Regions from separate parts of the Ovis aries genome. Here region 2 is linked to region 1. Evidence: chromatin contacts called from public Hi-C data. All regions are on one chromosome and are shown on one strand. Each heading gives the region's core, a stretch centred on a gene start, on an enhancer-like site or on the middle of the called end of the contact. The rest is flanking DNA. Distances are from core to core; before and after follow the strand shown. Region 1 holds the start of IFNGR1 (interferon gamma receptor 1). Region 2 has its middle 55 kb from the start of TRNAG-CCC.

The links. A called contact is a pair of places that touch in the nucleus more often than the background predicts.
Region 2: a Hi-C map of blood shows a contact between it and region 1, with 2.7 times the contacts expected there. The contact joins the enhancer-like site here to the promoter of IFNGR1 in region 1. A contact is called at or near these places in 4 of 16 Hi-C or Micro-C datasets (blood, skin fibroblasts and tail adipose tissue).

What each region holds. Positions count from the first base shown.
Region 1 is chr8:62,399,900-62,402,822 of ARS-UI_Ramb_v3.0, reverse strand. It overlaps IFNGR1 (interferon gamma receptor 1), which reads left to right and starts at 1,652. Exons shown (of 8, transcript XM_012182970.4): 1 at 1,652-1,844. The coding sequence starts at 1,658.
Region 2 is chr8:62,490,936-62,494,088 of ARS-UI_Ramb_v3.0, reverse strand. No RefSeq gene overlaps it. Among named protein-coding and RNA genes, the nearest start is that of TRNAG-CCC, 55 kb to the left of the region's middle. Within about 2 kb of position 1,353, at least 2 of the 54 cell types and tissues checked have an H3K27ac peak or open chromatin away from gene starts, as enhancers often do.

The sequences.
Region 1 (2,923 bases), core at 403-2,902:
AACACCATAAACTCAACAAACAAAATATTACCCCAAACAATTTACTTGTGTTAAACTCTTCCTATTCAAAGTATGATCTTAGAGCTATGGCCATTGGCATTCTTTGTGTATTTTGTTACAAATACAGACTCTCAAGACCCAACCTGAATCTGAACAACTGAATCCAAATCTGCATTTTAACAAGATCCCAGGTCGTTCATACTGATTTTCAGAAATACTGAGCTAAGGGGTTTATTATTATAAATTAAGTGATCTTGCTAATATTTCCTCTCTATGTTGTACATCTTCATAATGTTTTTCTTAAAAAATTAATTTTAATGTGATCATGCCTTCTTTCATCCAACAAATATTGAGTCCCAAAGATTTCAACCCTATAGTGCTTACATTCTACAAAGATGAGAAAATAAACATCAAAATACATATTGTAGAGCATGAGGGAAGGTGATAAATGCCCCTCTCTCTCTCTCACACACACACACACACACACACACACACACAACAAAAAACCAGTAGGGCAAGGTAAACAGGATGGGAAGATGGGTTGCAATCTCAAAATTTTGCAGAAAGCCATAAGCAGACACTTGAAGCAAGCTAGGTAGTTAGCCATATGCATATCTAAGCATGATCCAAGAAGGGTAGACGCCAATGTGGCTGAAGTAGAATAGGTGAGGCAATGCAGAGTAATAGATGTGGTCATAGAGGTAAAAAGGCAGATGTTAATGATGACAGGCTGCTATTTAATAGCTGAAAAGGTAATACAAATTCTTTTTCCTCCAAGAATAAAGTAGTTCTTGCCCGAGCCAATTAGATTTGGGCTGTGACACTTTGCACAAACCATTTCCCGGCAAAGCTTCTGGTTCCTCAACTACAAATGCAGGGATTCCAGAAGCCATGTAAGGACTCTTTCTGCCCTAAACTCTCAAATTCCCAGAGGCATTGATGGCAAAGGCTAATACGTGGTAAAGGAAGAATTATGGCTAGGTTGTGGCGTTGAACAAAGTTCTGCAATCCTCAATTCAGTTCAGTGGCTCAGTCGTGTCCTACTCTTTGCGACCCCATGGACGGCAGCACGCCAGGCCTCCCTGTCCATCACCAACTCCCGGAGTTTACTCAAACTCATGTCCATTGAGTTGGTGATGCCATCCAACCATCTCATCCTCTGTCGTCCCCTTCTCCTCCCACCTTCAACCTTTCCCAGCATCAGGGTCTTTTCAAATGAGTCAGTTCTTCGCATCAGGTGGCCAAAGTATTGGAGTTTCTAGCAATCCTAGAAAAAGGATTGCAAAAAAGAGGAAGATGAATTACGGCAAGTAGTGCCAAGCTTAAAGAACATAACCTTTGGACCCAAGGTGCTCACAAACGGGTGAGCCAAGATCGCCACCACAGACTGCCGTGCCCCTAACGCTGAGCTTCCACAGAGGCGACCTCTCTTTGACTTCCCTCTGTATTCCAGCTCGCCTACCCGATTCAACCTTCTCGGCCACCTCAGCCTCCCCTCAGGGGCCCTAATTACCCCCACGCAGGCCGCCCTCCCCGCCCAGGCCCCGCCTCCCGGCCCTGGCCCCGCCTCCTGGGCCAAGCTGGCCCCCCAGTCCTGGTCTCGGCCTCCAGGTCCGCGCCCTTCTTTCCCGTCCACGCCCCGCCTCCCCCTGGAGGGATGGTCGGCGGCGGAGGAAGTGACGCAAGACCTAAGCCCGAGGTTCGCGCGGGTGTATACCCGCGGTGGTGCTGGGCAGCACCGGCGTTAGCCTGGAGCAGCATGGCTCTCCTCTTTTTCCTCGTCCCTGTCTTGCTGACCGGAAGCTGGGTTGAGATGAGCGCCGCGAATCCGGGACTCTCTTCGGGTACTGTCGCTCGCGGCAGGGCCGCAGGCGGGTGGGGACGGGAAAGGAGGGAGCCCCACCGGCCAGGAAGCCCCGCCCGGGGTCGGGGCCGCTCCAGCGTCGGTCTTCGACGCCCGGCGGCGGCTTCGGGTCCTAAGGGGGCGGCCGTGGGAAGGTGACGCCGAGTGTCCGCGGTTTGCAGCCTTCAGTTCCCTTTTTCTGGCCTCTTCCGCGGTTGCCGAAACAAAACGCGTTCTCTTAATTCGTTTTTAAATAAGTGAGTTACCTGGTGAGCAGTTGCACACTGTGGCCACAGCTCATGATTTAAATATTCGTAAGGTTGGCCCCGAATTCTTAGACGTTCTTTCGCCAGCTGAGAATTATTAAAAGGCAGTTAAGTGGCCGTCTTACGTGCGAGTCTGGAAGTGGTTCAGGGCATGTACTCTCGAGTCCGTTTGTCAGGCAGTAGGTCTCTTGGCAGACCTCAGTTCCTCCTTTATCTCCACCTGCTTAAAGAGATTTCCCAGGAAACATGTTTTTCTAAAGCTCAGTGTAGTGATAATTAGGCGCTCCGGTGAAATCTGTAAACTCTTTCTGCAAAAGAGGCAAACCTAGATTATCGGAAAGCGGGGCATTCTGGAGCGTTTCCTCTGTGTACGCTGTTAGCAGCTGCCTAGAAGGGGTCAGGGCGACCCCGCCTCCTTTACTCTTGGCAAACGCGGGGTCTGCACCTGTGTTATGACTTCCTCTGTGACCCTTGTTAGATGCAGTCCCTTTATATCCCGCTCTCCTTTGGCTTGCTCTTTAGAAGTCAAGTAAACAAATAGTTAAGTCATTCCTTGGAAGAGACATTGCACCATTTGTGTTGGAAATACAAAAATAACTTCAGTTTTTGCCTTAAAGGATCTTGATGGTTTAACTGTTATTGGGCACTGTTGTAAGTTCTTATCACATCATTTCCCAAACGTCCTATAAAGTAGACGCTGTTCTAGCTCTTATTTATGGATGAGAAGTTGAGGCATGGAATCTACTAAATTGCTGCTATTCACTGGGAAGCTTGGCAGTTGGGTTCCTGAATCCGAAGTACTTAACTCTATTCT
Region 2 (3,153 bases), core at 104-2,603, 92 kb before region 1:
CACCAAAAGCAGATCGAACACCCTATCTCATTGTGGTTCTTTCTTTGTATCTCTAGTTATGCAAAACCTTTCTGCTATTTCTCAGGTTGATCTCATAGATAATGTCTGTTGCTGTTGTTGTTCTGTTGCCAAGCTGTGTCCAACTCCTTGCAACCCCATGGACTGCTGCAAGCCAGACCTTACTGTCCCTCACTATCTCCCAGAGTTTGCGCAAGTCCATGTCCCTTGATGCCATCCCACTATCTCATCCTCTGCCGCCCTCTTCTCCTTTTGCTCTCTAAATAGCTGTAATTGTGGTGTGCCCATGGCAGGAACTAAGCTCAGGGTCTTTCTACTCTGCCACCTTGGCTACACCTTCAATTTTTTGCTTTTATGGAAAAATAAAAAAGTTATTTCAATTCGGGGTTTTATTACAAAATGGATTGCAAATAATAGTGATCTAGAAATTCATTGATTTTCCTCTGGTCTTAGAGTGGTATTCCTATTATTCCCTCTAATTTTTATTGTTTTCTAAGTTTTGATTAATAATTTTATTTTTTTTCACTTATTACAGAAAAATACATGTGGATAAAACTCCTATAATTGAATTTTCTGCAGAAAATAGCTTTTTAATGAGCTTCTGAAACGCGTTAGGTTTAGAAACTAGCCTTTACACAACTACCTCACTGAAATCAATATTTTGTAAAACATCTGTGAATACATGAGCTTCTCAAGGACACAAGATCACAGGGTGGCAGCAGAAAAGATTTTTTTATGATTATGATGCTAGGGGGTCAATTCTCTCTTGGAATTTCCTCTCTATAAGCCCTTATTTTCTCCAAGTTCAGTTCAGTTCAGTCACTCAGTTGTGTCCAGCTCTTTGCGATCCCATGAATCACAGCACGCCAGGCCTCCCTGTCCATCACCAACTCCCAGAGTTCACTCAGACTCACGTCCATATACCTCAAATTCCATCTCCTTCATGATACCTCCAAATACTCAAGCCAATACCAAGTTTTTCTTTACATGTGAAATTCTATGACTCTTGGTGTTATTATCCTACAACATAGGATATTTTATAAGATTATAAAATAAGATTATTTTATATGATTTCTGTTTCTTGGGGTCAACTTTTTCTCCACAAGATGCCTATAAACTCTTTAAAGAGAGCAAGCTTGTCATACGTGTGCTTGGTACATCTGCTTTTGGGGAGTCCATTAGTGGCTGATGGTGCAAATAACTGAAGGAGAAGCACTTAGAAGGATGTAAATGTAGAAGTTAGAAGTTGCCTAAATTCCACAGTCAGCCCACACAACCACTTCCCTTACTTGTGTGGACATGTCAACCTTTTTCTGGATTACGCCCAGCTTTGAAGATAAGGATTATTTTTCACTCATCTTGGTCTTCTCTCCCTTTTACCCACACTCCTCCCCGCTACCCCACTAAAAAAGTCTACCCAAGTAGTCTGCAAAAACCTGAGCTGCCTCAGAATTTATATCAAAGAACTATTTACCAAGAAATGAATCTTGATGATAGAAAGATAAATGGTGGATCCAACACTGCAGGCAACTTCTGACTTGGCTGCTGAAAGTGTCTGCATCGGGGCCTCCTTTTTTTACTAAGCAGAGAAAACCACACATGGCACCCTGTGATATGATCAATTTCCTACCATTGCCTCACCCCTTTCCCTCTCAGTCACAACTAAAAATAAAAGAGAAACAAATGGAGGGTGTTTCTCTTAAGACAGGGAAACTAGAATTCTCCTAAATGGGGCTCATTCTGTTTGTTCTATAAATTGGGTTGTCTCAGATAGCATCAGATACCTTCAGGAAAGCCTTATCTAGGCTACTCTAATCAAATTGTCCTCTTCTATCAACTGAGGAGCCTGAAAGCCTCTATCCCTGCCTGAACTGGGAGTAACGGGTCTGTGATTAACTGGAAAGCTAAATGAACTTTATTTACTGGGCAGAATTAACTGATTCTACCACATTTTTCTGTTACTTGGTGTTTGCCAAGGTCAATCCCATCTGTAATATAGCTTTCCCAAGACTCAGTCTGTGTGTTTTATCTTAACTGCTTCCTGCAATCAGTGGGTTTTAATCTCTATGAGAAGTTTCCTAGGAACTGAGGAAGTTGAGAAACTGCATGAGCAGAAAGAGTTGGCATAATGTATCAGAGGACAGAGAAATGCAACCCACATGCACGTACTAGGCACTGACTTTATGCAAAGTGCTGTGCTAATTGTTTAGACAGGAAGATAAGTTTAAGATACAAGTCCTGCCCTCTAAGAACTCACAATCTGCTTGTGGGAAATGTGAACACACACACACACACACACAGCCCTAATTCTAGTCAGAGAGTGCCAGGTTGTTCCACAGAGGGATTATAAAAGTGCTGAGAGAAAAGAAAAAATAATGTATTCTGAGAATATTAGGAACTTCATAGGTAAGTTAATATTTTCAAATATAATCTAAAGACAAAGTGTCAACAGGCAAAGAAGATATGTATATTACACAAAAGAAAACAGGGCAATTGGTGAATTGGTTTTAGATTTTAAAAATATTTTTATTTTCATAGCATAAAGTTTCAGAATTAATTAAAAAACTTTTATTGGAGTATTAGAGTTTGACTGTGAAGAAGGCTGAGCACTGAAGAATTGATGCTTTTGAACTGTGGTGTTGGAGAAGACTCTTGAGAGTCCCTTGGACTGCAACGAGATCCAACCAGTCCATTCTGAAGGAGATAGCCCTGGGATTTCTTTGGAAGGAATGATGCTAAAGCTGAAACTCCAGTACTTTGGCCACCTCATGAGAAGAGTTGACTCATTGGAAAAGACTCTGATGCTGGGAGGGATTGGGGACAGGAGGAGAAGGGGACGACAGAGGATGAGATGGCTGGATGGCATCACTGACTCGATGGACGTGGGTCTGAGTGAACTCCAGGAGTTGGAGATGGACAGGGAGGCCTGGCGTGCTGTGATTCATGGGGTCACAAAGAGTCTTACACAACTGAGCGACTGAACTGAACTGAACTGAATGTATATTCTTATATATACAAGAATATCAGGAATTCTATTATAACTAAGACTTCCCAGGAAGAATTGTTTATTCCATTAGTAACCACTACATAAAGATTTGAATTTGGATCAAGGGATGTATATACACAAACCAGGGA